Regions from separate parts of the Mus musculus genome. Here all the other regions are linked to region 2. The links are chromatin contacts, called in public HiChIP or PLAC-seq maps. All regions are on one chromosome and are shown on one strand. The core of a region is the stretch at or near the end of the contact, and the rest is flanking DNA. Distances in the headings are between cores, read along the strand shown. Region 1 overlaps Fam169b (family with sequence similarity 169, member B). Region 2 overlaps Pgpep1l (pyroglutamyl-peptidase I-like). Region 3 overlaps Igf1r (insulin-like growth factor I receptor).

Evidence for each region. HiChIP or PLAC-seq counts read pairs in DNA pulled down with a chosen protein or histone mark.
Region 1: an H3K27ac HiChIP or PLAC-seq map of thymic regulatory T cells shows a contact between it and region 2, with 3 times the contacts expected there. The contact joins two enhancer-like sites. A contact is called at or near these places in 2 of 484 Hi-C or Micro-C datasets (B cells and hematopoietic stem cells), 4 of 115 datasets of contacts at active chromatin or transcription factors (double positive thymocytes, embryonic stem cells, regulatory T cells and 1 more) and 1 of 9 other capture datasets (adipose tissue).
Region 3: an H3K27ac HiChIP or PLAC-seq map of regulatory T cell precursor shows a contact between it and region 2, with 3 times the contacts expected there. The contact joins two enhancer-like sites. A contact is called at or near these places in 4 of 484 Hi-C or Micro-C datasets (the HL-1 cell line, the N1E-115 cell line, double positive thymocytes and 1 more), 3 of 115 datasets of contacts at active chromatin or transcription factors (acute myeloid leukemia, regulatory T cell precursor and thymic regulatory T cells) and 3 of 9 other capture datasets (adipose tissue, embryonic stem cells and liver).

The regions. Positions count from the first base shown.
Region 1 is chr7:68,317,600-68,322,285 of GRCm38.p6, forward strand. Fam169b (family with sequence similarity 169, member B) reads left to right here. Exons shown (of 9, transcript NM_001374636.1): 4 at 4,221-4,306. Among named protein-coding and RNA genes, the nearest start is that of Gm16158, 33 kb to the right of the region's middle. Within about 2 kb of position 2,717, at least 42 of the 459 cell types and tissues checked have an H3K27ac peak or open chromatin away from gene starts, as enhancers often do. A contact at or near this core is called in regulatory T cells and thymic regulatory T cells, where this site is marked.
Region 2 is chr7:68,248,331-68,252,890 of GRCm38.p6, forward strand. All of the region lies in intron 1 of Pgpep1l (pyroglutamyl-peptidase I-like), which reads right to left. Among named protein-coding and RNA genes, the nearest start is that of Pgpep1l, 14 kb to the right of the region's middle. Within about 2 kb of position 2,376, at least 16 of the 459 cell types and tissues checked have an H3K27ac peak or open chromatin away from gene starts, as enhancers often do. A contact at or near this core is called in regulatory T cells, regulatory T cell precursor and thymic regulatory T cells, where this site is marked.
Region 3 is chr7:68,126,810-68,131,677 of GRCm38.p6, forward strand. The region is part of intron 2 of Igf1r (insulin-like growth factor I receptor); the gene reads left to right. Among named protein-coding and RNA genes, the nearest start is that of Gm51488, 7.9 kb to the right of the region's middle. Within about 2 kb of position 2,327, at least 378 of the 459 cell types and tissues checked have an H3K27ac peak or open chromatin away from gene starts, as enhancers often do. A contact at or near this core is called in regulatory T cell precursor and thymic regulatory T cells, where this site is marked.

The sequences.
Region 1 (4,686 bases), core at 1,467-3,966, 70 kb after region 2:
GTTGAGCTATGGATCGGGTCATAAAGCTCGTATTGGAGGAGCTGGTATTTGAGGCCCGGCTGGCTTTGAAGTCTGGACCCTCCTCCCTGTACCAGGTACCCAGGGCCGAGTCTGGATTCACTTCCAGCTGTCTTGCCCACGGCTTCTGCTGAAGCCCTTCAGATGCTGGGATCTGAGCGAGTGACTCAAGGCTTTGCTGAAATGGCATTTACAACCATTTCTTCTTCATTTCTTCACCCGGTGTCTTGAGTTGTCTTGACTGTGGTCTTGCCCTCGCAGGTGGGCCTCCATGTCTCTGCCTTACATTGACAGCCCGTCTCCTCTGCCAGCTGAAGCCTTAATCCAGTGATTCAGACTTTTTGGAGTTCTCTGAGGACACTGTCCCTTTCCCCGCTCTCTGCAGAGCTGTTTTTTTCCTCTGGGTCCCCATGGCAGTCGGTTTCAGCACCTCCATGCCTTGGTCAGGGCTGCTAGCTGGGCTCTGTCTTCCTCTGCAAGCTGCCAACCTCTGCAGTCAGGATGGAGGTAAATTCATCAGTCCCTGGGGCCAAGGTTCTGTGGACAGCTGGAAGCTCAGCCAAGGAGAGCTGAATTTACTTGATCCCCTTCTTGCCCGGGATGAATCTGGGCCACCGGGAGTTCACTTAGGGACTTCACTGTCTTAACTTGTTTGAGAAACCTTGGCTTGCCGTAGAATAAAAATCCATCAGCAACATCTTCCTTGTGCTCGGTGTCACCTGTCACTTGGAGAGAGAGAGAGAGCGAGAGAGAGAGAGAGAGAGAGAGAGAGAGAGAGAGAGAGAGAGAGAGAGAGAGAGAGATTAAATTGGTGCTAATGCCTTGGCAGTGCCTTTCATGATGATCTGGCCTGTTGGCTCCTCTTAGCTCTGGATGGGGGAGGGGTTGGATGGGGAGAGTGGGGAGTGATATTTAGATCTGCTAGGGAACTTTTGTTTTTTTGAAGCATAGGTGGTTTTATTTTCATTTTGTTCCCCTTAGCGCTGCCTAGATCCAGGGTCTCCCCAGTGAAGGCCCCGCAGCACCTGTCGGTCCCCCGGTGCTGTCACGTGTCCTTGCTGTGCCGTGCCAGCCTTGGCACGGGCTCTGCTGCCAGCTCCGTTGCCTGCATTTCCAGTCACTCCACTGATCAAAAGCTGCCGCATCCTCCGGGCTGGTTCTGGTCTGAGGACGGGTTTATTTTAGACGGCTAAATTTGACTGGATCCCCACGCTCATTGTTATGTGTCCTTAGCCATTGAAGATGAGTTTTGAAGAGCATCATGAGGCCATTTGAATCCATTCTGTAATCGTCCAACATGACGAAGGATGGCCCTGCTGTGCGCCGTGAAACTCGAAAGGTGCCCTGTCAACATGTTCGTTTGAACCAGTCTTAGAGAACCGAACATTTATGTTACAGGGGGGCACAGTCTGTTACTAGACCGAACAGCTTCGCTGGTTCACCTTGTGGGAAATAACAGCTTGTCCCCATGGCTGTTGAGAGCCCCCCTGCAAGTTCTAGTAGCTGCCATTTTGGAGAGTAATCACATTGACTAAGTGAAGGTGAGCCTCAGGCATTTAATTGGCTCTTCCCTCCCAGCCTGCTGCATGAATTTTCGAACCGTTGTCAGAGAAGCTAACAGGCAGGGAGAAGAGAGGCTGTTGGTCTTTGGAGGAGGAGGGGCAGGTTCTGAGACAGTCTTGACTGTCTGGCTTGTGCTTCTAGCTTGTGCTTTGTAGCCTGGTCCTCACAGATCTCCACTAAGGCGTCTCAAATAGCAGAACAGGGAAAAGAGGGGGAGGTTGCTGACCCTGGGTGGTTCACAGTGTTTACTAATGCAAACCTAATCTTAAATGACTTGGTTTTGATTACGTTGTCCCCCAAATCTTCATTTAGAAAGGGTTCAAAGGGAAGGTGCATTTAAAATTTAACATTTAATTTTTACTAAATTTACTAGATATATTGAAATTTTAAAAATTAAATTTAAAATTTAAAATCGTGTGGCTTCCCAAACCCATGGAATCAGGTACCTGGCTTAAGAAGTAGTTTTGTTTTATTTTTATTTTTTTAAAATATCTATTAATAAAAAGGCATAAAAAGTAACAGAAAGCAGGCAAAGGAACTTTTGTATGTGAGGTGAGAACAAAGAGGCAGAAGCCAGGGTGGGATTCACCTTTCAAGGCCTGACCACTAAGTAGGGATGGCCTGGTGAGACCGGAGTGGGCCTGAGTGAGGGGCTACCTTGGTTATTTGAGGCAAAAGGCTGAATACATGGGATGGGGGGCAGAAAAGTGTGAGGCAATCCACTCATTGATTGGCAGACAGGGAACACATACCCAGCCCACCTAGCAGCTTCCTAGACACTGGGCTGACGTGCTCGGGCAACCCTAGTGAGGCATCTGGGGCAGGGTGAATGTGTGTCTACCTGCAGACCTGGTTCTGAGGATGCTGTGCAAATGACCAGGGTGCTGGCGGCACAGTTAGTAACAGTGAGATAGGAGGAAGGAAAACTGTGCTCTGCTCCTGAGTCTTTGCTCCAGAGCCGCCTTTCCCAAAGATAGCTCCTCCCCACATGGTCCACCCATTCTGAAGATCATGCTGCGTCTCTGGCCTTTTACTGGATTTATGGTCCGAAGTCCAGAGCTAGACCCTCCCTCTGGCCCTTCTAACCAGTTGTCTTCACGCCACCTCCCTCTCAGCACTGCAGTGTCCTCAAAACGATGCCGATAATAGCTTCATTATGGGGCTGGAGGAAATGCACATGAAAGCAGGCAGGGCTGAGTCGAATGCCAAGGCATTGCTCAACACACAGGAAATAGTTGTCTTTACGCGGAGCCCATAGATAGCATTCGATCTTAGGATGCCTGGGGAGTTATGAGCTGTGCAAATGATGTCTTTTTAGAAAAAGATAACGTTGTTTAGAAAATTATGTGTGTGAGTATTTTCCTGCATGTGTGTCTGGTACCACATGTGTGCCTTGCGCCCGCAGAGGTGTCAGCTCTTCCAGAACTGGGTTTGTAGATGCTGTGAGCTGTGTGTGGCTGCTGTAAATTCTGAGCCTAGGCCCTCAGCCAGAGCAGTGGCTTTGCTCTTAGCTGCCAAGTCATTTCTCCAACTTCAAATGATTGGACTTTGATATATGTCTCTTCATTTTATTTTATTATTTTTTTATTATTTTAATGTGCACTGATGGTGTTTTGCCGCTGTGTATGTCTCTGTGAGAATGTCCGATCCTCTGGAACTGGAGTTATAGACAGTTGTGAGATGCCATGTGGGTGTTGGGACTTAAACACAGGTCCTCTGGAAGAGCAGCCTGTGCTTTTAACTGCTGTGTCATCTCACCAATCCTTGATATATGTTTCTTTATTATATCTAAGTACACTGTAGCTGTCCTCAGACACACCAGAAGAGGGCATCAGATCTTATTACAGATAGTTGTGAGCCACCATGTGGTTGCTGGGATTTTTAACTCAGAACCTCTGGAAGAGCAGTCAGTGCTCTTAACCACTGAGCTATCATCTCTCCAGTCCCTTGATAGATGTTTCTAATAAGAAAAAAAAAAAAAAAAAAAAAAAAAAAAAGAGGCAGAGTCTCATGTAACCCAGGCTGGCCTTGAACTTGCTATATTACTGAGGGTGACCTTGCACTTCTGACTCTCCTGCCTCTACTCATCTTCGCCCCTACTCCCATCCTTGCCCCTGCATGCCGGATCTGCATCAAGTATACCATTGAAGTCTACATACCCAGTTTATGTGGTGGTGGGGATTGAACCTGCGGCTTCATGCACAGTAGACAAGCATTCTACCAACTGCGATACATCCCCAAGCCTAAAAAAGGAAAATGCAATTCTTAACTCATCGACTGCTTCAATATTGGTTTGTATTTTGTTTTAGTCAGTGTCAGTGGGATATTTCTTTTTCTGAACCACAGACGGCCACCTGTAAACTACCTGTCTTGTTCCTATCAAGTGATACTGATGTGTTTTTATAGGACTTACGTAACTTATGGAGTTACTCCCGGCTGGGGGATTACCTCAGTGGTAAAGCGCTTGTGAAGCGTGTTCAGGGCCCTAGGATCTATGCACAACATCATAACGCAGCCCAAAATGTCACCTAGACCCCCCACAAAGCATGCAACTTGTCAGCCCATGCTATTAAAAGTACCACCTCACGGCTAGTGAGTGAGCTGTGTGGCTCATGCCTTTCTCTTGGTTTTTCCTTCAGTTGTGGCTGTTTACTTAAAGGAATCCTGGTGGTCCATCGAAGACATCCTAAGAACTTCTGATCCCACGCGGGAAGGGCTCATGAAGGTGAGGGGATATGATTTTAAGTCAATATTTGCAAAACAGGTTTTCAAGGTCTCTTTCCTTGGGCCCATGTTAATAAATTAAAGATGGATACCAAGCTCGTTTATCAGGAATCTGAATGAACAGTTTTTCATTCTCTTAAATATATTATTTATTTCTACGTGTGTTGGCATTACCGCTTGTACATTTGTGTGAGGGTGTTGGATCCCTGGAACTTGAGTTGTAGACAGTTGTGAGATGCCATGTGGATGCTGGCAATTGAACCTGGGTCCTTTGGAAAAACAGCTAGTAAATGCTCTTAACCAGTGGAGCCGCCTCTCCAGGGCTAAGACAGGGTTTCTTTGTGTAACCTTGGCTACCCAAATTCACCAGGCTGGCCTGGA
Region 2 (4,560 bases), core at 1,126-3,625:
TAAAGACACATGGCACTACCACCTGGCACAAAATTCTTCTTTTGTTGCAGTGATTCTCAACCTGCCTAATGCTGTGACCCTTTAATACAGTTCTTCATGTTGTAATGACACCCCCAACCATAAAATTATTTCATTGCGACTTCAAAACTGAAAGTTTTACAATTGTTGTGAATCAATGTAAATAAATATCTGATATGCAACCCCCAAAGGTGTCTCAACTCACAGGTTGAGAACAACTGTTTTTATTGTCTCTCTGGGTTCAGGCACTTCTAGAAAAGCTTCTCAAAAATTCATTGGAACGGGACTGAAGAGATGGCTCAGTGGTTAAGAGAACTGGCTGCTTTTCCAGAGGACCTGGGTTCAATTCCCAGTACCCATATGGCAGCTTACAATTGCCTGTAACTCCAGTCTCAAAAGATCTGACCTCCTCATACAGGCATACACAAAGACAAAACCCAAAGCTCACCACCCCCCAAACCCAATAATATACTTCCTCTAATAAAGCCACACCTACTCCAACAAGGCCACACCTTCTAATGATACCCCTTAAACATTCAAGTATGTGTCTGTGGGGGCCATTCTTTTTCAAGCCACCACATTCTACATCCCAGTCCCCACAGACTTGTAGCTTTATCATAATCCAGAAATGCACTCAATCCTACCTCAAAAGTCTCCATAGTCTATCAGTCTTAACCCTGCTTAAAAGTCCAAAGTCTGTTCTAAGACTTATGGCAAGCTCTTAACTATGATCTGGAATAAAATCAAAATCAAGATCACATACTTCCAACATATACAGGATATCTATCACCATCCCAAAAGGGAGGAAAGGGGAAATACTGGACAAAAGCAAGACCAAAAAACAGCTGTGTAAACTCCAAACTCTGCATCTCCGTGCCTGATGTCAAAGCAGTCTTCAGATCTCCAACTCTTTTCAACTTTGTTGACTGCAACACAGTTATTTCTCTTGGGCCAGTTCCACTCCCTGTTAACAGCATCCCTCTTCACAAATCCCATGACTCTGGCATATCCAACATCTTGGGGGCTTTCTGGGGCAATCGTCTGAGTTAGGTTTTCCATCACTGTGAATAGACACCATGACCATGGCAACTCATAACATTTAATTGGGGCTGACTTACAGTTTCAGAGGTTCACTCCATTATCATCATGGCGGGAAGGATGGCAGCATCCAAGGAGACATTGTGCTGGAGGAGCTGAGAGTTTTACATATTGATCTGGAGGCATCAGAAGGAGAATGTATGTCACACTGAACAGAGCTTGAGCATATATGACTTCAAAGTCCTGCCTCCACAGTGACACACTTCCTCTAACAAGGCCACGCTTCGTTCAATAAGGCCACACCTCCCAATAGTGCCACTCCCTGTGGCCAAGCATTCAAACTATCACAACAATCCAGGTTTTTACCTGCACAACTTTAAGCAAAGGTCTCTGGGTCTCCATGCAGAAACATCCCTGACACACACCTGGCCCCATCAGCTTTCCTTAGTCACGGAGGGAGATTCCATAACTCTTTTTTTTGTACCCTCCACTCTAAAGCCAGAGCAATATGGCCAAAGCTACCAAGTTCTGCTGCTGCTGGGCCTGGAATGTGCCTCTTCATTCAAATCCATCTTCACCAGCTTTCTGTTTTCAGTGGTTTCCTTCACTGCCTAAGCTTGGCTGTCCTGGAACCCCATCTGTACACCAGGCTGGCCTTGAACTCAGTGACCTGCCTGCTGCCTCTGTCTCATGAGTGCTGCTAACATTCAAGGTAATTCAGCTACACCCAGTTCTAAACTTTTCTTTGATTACTTCTCAGAAGTTGGAAGCTTAGCTAGGTGGAGTCCTGGCTTGAGGTCACCACTTCTCCTTTCCATTTAACATCAGGTTTATCTCCTCAAGCACTGGACTTGACTCCATTACACTTCCCTGGGCTCCTTTTCTCCTCAAACTGTACATTCTGTATGTTCCTTGTTTAGCTTGGTCCTCTTCGTTACAGATCTGCATAAGTATGGTCACTAATAACCAAGCAACAAAGTCAATACTAAACTTTTTGGAAATCTCTTAGAGACAAATCTTCTAAAGATGTTCATTCATAACTCTTCTATTTAACCTCAGGCAGATTTGTGTGTCTGTGTGCATGACAAGAGCAGAATGTACCCATGATCTTTGTCAAAATATCACAAGAATGGTCTCTAGGTTGCATACTAGTACTCTTTGAATTGGAAATTTCTGGCTTCTTTGGAGATGCAGTCATGTCATGTGATGTTTTTCTGGAAACTGTCTTATGAGAGGATGTTTTTGCTGAAGCAGACATGTGGGAGGATGTTTTGCTGAGAACAGATACACGGTGGTTTTCTAGAAGCAGTCTAGGCAAAGGGCATGTGATGTTTTGCTAAAGCTGACACTTGAGAGAACAAGAATGTGATGTTTGGAAAGGATATATATATTTGCTGGTTATCATTGGGTTTTGCTGACACTGGTCTTCGCTGATGAAGCTGTATGGTTTGGTTTGCCATTCTTTTTTTTTTTAATTTATTTATTATTATTATACATAAGTACACTGTAGTTGACTTGAGACACACCAGAAGAGGGCATCAGATCTCATTACGATGGTTGTAAGCCACCATGTGGTTGCTGGGATTTGAACTCAGTACCTTGGGAAGAGCAGTCAGTGCTCTTACCTGCTAAGCCATCTCACCAGCACCTTGCCTTGCCATTCTTTGCTAGTCATCATTTGATATGACTTCATAGACAGAAATGCCACAAAAGAACTTCTGGTGGTGTTCTTTCTGGCAGCTTCTTGCTGCTGCTTCCTTGTACTTGGCAGAGCCTCGAGGTTTCTTCTGGATTGACCTGCCATTGCTGATTCATGAATGGTGTTTGCAAGTGGATCGAGCTGCTGCTGCTGTTCTGAGTGAACTGTACTGCTGATATCCTGGTAACACAGATTGGATTTGCTCCAAAGAACTTTTTCTAAACAGATCCACACCCTCCTTTGCTCTATTAACCTTTCCTTTCCACTCCCTCTGGTGGGTGGTGGGCTAGAAGAGAGGATAAAGCGTTTAAGAACCCTTATTAAAAGTAGGGTTTGAAAAATCTAGGCCTACAATTCTTCTCCTCTAAAACCTGTGTACCCCATAATTCATGTCACCAACAGCACCATCTTCCATGGTCTTACCAGTATGGCCTGTGATGCTCTACTTGAACCATTCAACTATTTTCCTAATCCAAAGTCCACATTCCACCAAGAAACTTGGTCCAGCCTAGGGCAGCAAAAACCCCAGTCCTTGGTACTAACTTCTATATTATTAGCCCACCCTCAGTGACATACTTCCTCCCACGAGGCCACAGCTCCTAATGCCATTCCCTGGCATGAGTCTATGGGAGCCATCCTTATTCAAACCACCACACCTAGAGCTTAGAATCTAGATCATGGGCAATGATGATGCAGCTGCTGCATATGTCACTGAAGGAGCGTTGGGCTTGTGGAGTATGGGGTAGCTCAATGTTAAACACGAGGGCTCACAATGCTGATCAACAAACAGCATGGAGTCACTTGCTTGGGAACTTTGCAGAAAATGCCTCTTTCGCTGTGAACTTTTAGACTTCATATTATTTTTCTGCATTTTCTTTTCTTTTTTCTATTTTAAGATTTATTTATTTTATGTGAGCACACACTTGCTGTGTTCAGACACACCAGAGGAGGGCATCAGATCCTGTAACAGATGGTTGTGAACCACCATGTGGTTGCTGGGAATTGAACTCAGGACCTCGGTAAGAGCAGTCAGTGCTATTAACCATGGAGCCATCTCTCCAGCCCCTACATTTTCTTTTCCTTTCAACATTCTTCTCCCATTTATGAGTGGCTGCAACAAAAAAAATAATGTCGGGGCTGGTGAGATGGCTCAGTGGGTAAGAGCACCCGACTGCTCTTCCGAAGGTCCGAAGTTCAAATCCCAGCAACCACATGGTGGCTCACAACCACCCGTAATGAGATCTGATGCCCTATTCTGGTGTATCTGAAGACAACTACAGTGTACTTACATATAATAAATAAATAAATCTTTAAAAAAAAATGTCTTCGTGTGATGGTTTGTCAATAGCTCACCCCATTCTTGGAAGTGAGACACTGTGGAAATAAACACTTTTTTTTCCTTTCCCATCTGTAATCCATGCAGTCTCAGATACAAAGCTTTTTACAGATAATTAAACATTGCTTGGGAACATACATGATAGCGATAAGCTTTAATTTTACTGGAAGAATGCAAGAGGATAGAAAGAAAAGTATTCACTCCTACCTCAAATGATTCAGTCCCTGGAACACATGCTCCAAGCCAGGCCCTCTATGGGATAAAGATAAATTGATGTTGGCCATTACAGAAAGTGTGTAGCTTATACAGACACAGACTGTGTAGGGCATCTCAGTCTGTTTTTCTATCTTTACAGCAGTCAGGGTATGCTATGTATATGAAGTATCTCAGCCCTTTACCTAGTATGGTCCCTTAGATAACCATTCCTACTAAAGACACTGTTAACTGTTTGCCAGCACTTTCAGTGACT
Region 3 (4,868 bases), core at 1,077-3,576, 120 kb before region 2:
TATACTGTATATTTTGTTAGTTTTGATTTTAAACCGTGCATTTGCCTGTACCAGAACAAATTCTATTCACAAACAAGTATCTGTAATCTTAAGGTGAAATCTGGTACCACTCTTTATCTACAGGTTTACTCTTTTCCACCATTAAAGGCTTAGAAAGATGGAGGGTTGATGACAGATGTCACATGAGGGCGTAAGCAGAGACTGAGCCCCAGCTGTGGAACCCCACAATTCTTAGAACACTGGATATGGCTGTATGGCGGACAGACTAAACTGTGAGCAAGTCAGTGACTGGTCAGATAGAAAAGGAGATGACAGTTCAGTGTCATGGTGGAAAGGAATCGGGGATGTGCAGAGTTGATAGCATAAGAGCCAGGAGGAGATCTCTGATTGAGATGGAGGGGGGAGTAAGAATCCACCTCAGAGACAGAGGCCTTCAGACAGAAAGCAGGGGGAGACCATCACAGCCACAAACGGAGCATGGCGCTGCTTCACCCCTACAGATGGCAATGGGTTGGTTATGCAGATGTACAGGTGATACCACTTCTGAAATTTTGCCTCTCCGCTCTTCCTTTACCAACAAACCATGCTAGTTCTAGTTTTGTAGCTAATTCTGGCCAGAGAAGTAAGAACGGAAAGAGACCTCTCTGCTCTTGGTACACAGTGTAGTTGGTGGGAGGTTGTGAAAGGTATGCCAAGAGAGGAAGTGATTTTAGGCAGAGTGGAAATTTGCCAAGTAGAGAAAACAGAGTTGTTGACCCAGCAGAGAAAACACATTAATTGCACGTGTGTAAGGAAAGATTTTCAGGGGTAGGCATACTCAGGATGCTAGGGAAGAATCCTAGAAATATTTGGCAAGTTTGCAGCGGGCACTTTAGTAGAAGCCCATCTCCACTGAAGACCCAAATCTGAAGATAATACCATTCCAGGCCTCAGGAAGTTCAGGGTCTTAACGTAGGAGTGGAGTCTAAATACAGCATTAAAGCCCTATCAGAGACTTAGTGCTAAGAAAACAAATTTCAGTCTTCTGCAAGAAGTGGGGTAGCTGGGCCAGGGAGAACGGTGGAGAACAGTGGCCTCTCCTGGGCAGGCAGAGGTAAAGTCTAGAAAGCATAAAAACCAACGTTGAGTAAAATGATGTGTGTGGTCTGGGCAGGGACCTGGGAACAGAACAAAGTGTCCAGAGGGAGGGTGCCTACAATGAAAGTAGCTACTGGTTTGGGGTCTGATGCCAGGCTGCAAGGACCAAGGAAAGCCTAAATCCATGTTTTATACAGCAAAGGTGACTTGGGGTGAACATTTACTGGGGTTGCTTGTGGCAGGCTCCATAGGAGATAGCAGAGGTGAGGGACTAGAATGGCAAAGGAGAATGCCAGGTGGCCAGTTTGCACTGTTATCTCCTATAAAGTACCCGTTATCGATATATCGTGATACCGATATATCTTGATTGTGAAAAGTGACAACGTGGTCTCTGTATATTCAACAAGCATTGAAGTGGAGAGAGCCGGCTTGGCTGGCCTCCTGGTCCCCTTTTACATTGAGGAGGCTTGCTCAGGATAGCGACTTGTGAGCATGTTTATGTGCGGGGTGAGCAGAGCCCCCCATCCTAAGAGCAGATGGTTTCCTCCGCCTGGGGTCCTGTAAGGATGGTGAAGCTGGAGTGAGGGAATGGGAGATTCAAGTGAGACTGCCAGAAATACTATGGGCAAGGCAAGTTAACCGCTTATTTCTTATCAAGTGGTCCCAACGCCGTCATGTGTTGTTTCTTTTTGTGTATGTTCTCCATCCCAGCTGCTCCCAATAGGCTCAGAGCTCCTAAAACTTGCTATCAAAAGATGTAGCTGTGTGTCTGGTGCACCAGCATGCCATTAATGGCGTATTGTATAGTGCAACAATTTTAGTGTGTGATTTAAAGCAACTTTCGTAAAAGACAATTTTAAATTTTTATTCGACGGTGAGGAAGGGGCTTCTGGACAAAAGCGACTAAATCGGTTATCATTCCATTGGAGACTTCGTCAGCCATACAAGAAGTGAAAATGATGGAAACAAAACCTTTGAGGTTCTGCACAAAACAAAAAAACGATGTGTGGCTTAAAGTCAGCAGTTCTGGCTCGGGGGGGGGGGGGGGGGGGCTCCAAACGACGCCTCCAGGTGCTGACTTTTGGGGCCACCCCCTTCCTGCCCTCCCCGCTGTGGCAGCCAGGATTCCTTTTGTCTCGGGTGCTTCCCCACCCCGCCCTGCCAGCCAGAGGGAGCTGGCACCGGGCGCCCTCCCCACCGCCCCTGGACCAAGGTTGTTTACTACTTTCTACTCGGAATAACACGCCAATCACCAGGGCCCGCCCTCTCTCTCAGCCAATCAGTTTGTTGGGAAATTCCACCTTTCCTAAGGGCCCAACCAGCGATTGGCTGCAGGACTTGTCAGTCAAGCTGGCATCCCGCAAGGATGCAGCTGGAGTATTAGGGACGCGATCACCAGAGCCGAGGAGGAGTAACCTTCCCATAAACAAGATGGGGGGCCCCCCAAGAAAGCACGGATTGGGGTGGGGAGCTGAAGCTCAGCCCAACCCCGGGGCCCCACCGGAGTGAAGAGGGCCGAGCGCAGAGCCGGGGAATCCCTCCCTCCGCCTCCCGCCCTTGCTGCAGTTGTAAACACGCTTCCCTCCATGTCTGTTTTTCTTTCTCTAACCGTGGCCATTACAGGCTGCTGTTTACAAAAATCCTGCAGGGCAGTGCTGTTCTCTAGGATCCTGTCCTCCATTCACCTTGCCTCAGGACCCCTTTTCAGGCTTTTTTTTTTTTTTTTTTTAATTTTCTCCCCGCTGCTAGGCACAAACTGAAGGAAGCTATTGGGTCGTGCAAGCTTGTTTTCCTTTTATTGCAGCACGCAAAGCAAGTCACGCTGTAGCAGCAGCACCATTTCCCAGGAGAACAGGCTGGCTGGCCATTAAGAGCACCGCGCAGCCTAAACAGGCGTAGCTCTAGAAGGACTGGCTGGGTTTTTGTTGTTGTTATTATTATTACTGGTCTGAGTCAAGCTGGATGCTATTTTGATTCTGCATTTTCTTCCAAAATTCGTCTTGAAATCTATCCCCACTTACAGGTTTGGGATTTACACCACCACCCGGCGCACGCCCCTTTTCATAAAGGCAGTATTGTGTTGAACTAAATGTTTTTCTACCTTCTCTGATCTGAATCAGGTTTCCCATTTCTAGCAGCACAATGTAGTTGTATTCTGTGTGGTAGGGGCGTAGTGGACATGAATTATTTGCGACAGGGTTGCCTGGAAGATACGGAGTGGAATTTGCGTGGCACGGAACAGTTCCCAGTGCCCAAGGTTTCTGTTACTCTGGCTCCAAGCAGGAAGCGCAGGCAATATGGCAAAACACAGCACGTGGCATCCCATTCAAAAACGCTCTTTTCTAGAAGCTGGTATTGCAGAGGATATCCGATCTTGACTAGTTTCACCACCACCACCACCCCTTTCACAAGCAGAAAGAAAAACTAATGTACGGAAATTTGGTGTAGATATTTAGTAGGAAGCTTTGTTAAGTGTAAAGGCAAGGTTTGGAAGTTCTGGCGAGAAGCTGAAGGACCTTGTGGGCACGCTTTACAGGATTTAAGGTTGTAGGAATTGTAACCCCCACATGGGAGGCCACGGACCTCTGGGCTCCTCTAGACTTAACACCCTGCAAAGTTACTGAGCTACAGAGCCCTGGAGGATCTTAGGGTTGATGCTGAGGGAGAAAGGAAGGTTGCTGCAGGTAGGAATGTGGGTGGCCCTAGCATGTTCTGGCCAGGATTGGATTTCCAGGAGTAGCTTCTATGGCTACCTGTGTGAGTTTGTGGAAGACTCCAGTCTTAAGTTATGAAAGCCTGGTTAGGATCTCAGTGGATGGTTGGTCTTTTTTCCTACTTACTCATTTGTTTGATCCCAAGCCCCAAACCACCCCCCCCCCTTTACACACACAAGCAGCTTTCCCCAAAATGACCAAGTTAGTATGTAACACGCTACCGTTATATACTGAGCTGTCGTCAGGATTTGAGTGGAGGTGGCTGTGTCGCTTGTAGTAAGGGGAGGTTACGAAGGCCACAGCTGGGGCAGAGTTCTGCCTCAGGGCTACAAAGTTCCTGGCATCATTACCCCACCTTATGAAGTTACAAACTGGGCAAGGGGTTGAAGGCAGAAAGAGACCGTAATGAAGAATGTTGTGATGATGTGTGTACCAGCTCCTGTCCCTTATTAGCTGCCTCATCCAGGCCAAGTAAGTTCACCTCCGTTAGCCTCCTTGTCCACTGCCTGAAAGGAAAGCCGTGATGTCTGTGTATGGCTGTGAGGGCTCAATGACCTTTGTCATGCAGTGGGCTTGGTACCAGCCTGGGACTCCTGACAAATGTGTCTTACCCCTTCTTTTTTCCGTGACCCTTCCCTCAAACCTCCCGCTTGCTCAGGGCTCATCTTTTCCTGGTGATTTGTGTTAACCGTTCCTCCCTGGCCAAGTCAGCCTGTTAATTTTTCCATGCCAACAGCTTCCGAGTGCCAGGAAGTCACGTCTGAATAGCCAAAGTATGTTTTCCTGTAGGAGAGTGCCAGCGTGCCAAGTGGCACGTCCTCAGTTGAGCATGCAGAGCTGGGGGGGAGGGGGAGGGGTGGTGAGACCTAGCTGTACTTCCCGCCATGTCTTCAGATAACTTTTTGAATCACGAGTGAAGTCTTGACTTAATCCCCTGGCTTTCATAAGCAGGGCAGAGCAGTGGCCCCGGCCTGGCTCTCAGTTCTTCTTGACCTGATTTCACCCTGCCACCTCTGCCTGTGTCTCCCACCACATCAGTACACACATGGTATGTGTGCGTACCACAGTGCTACCTGG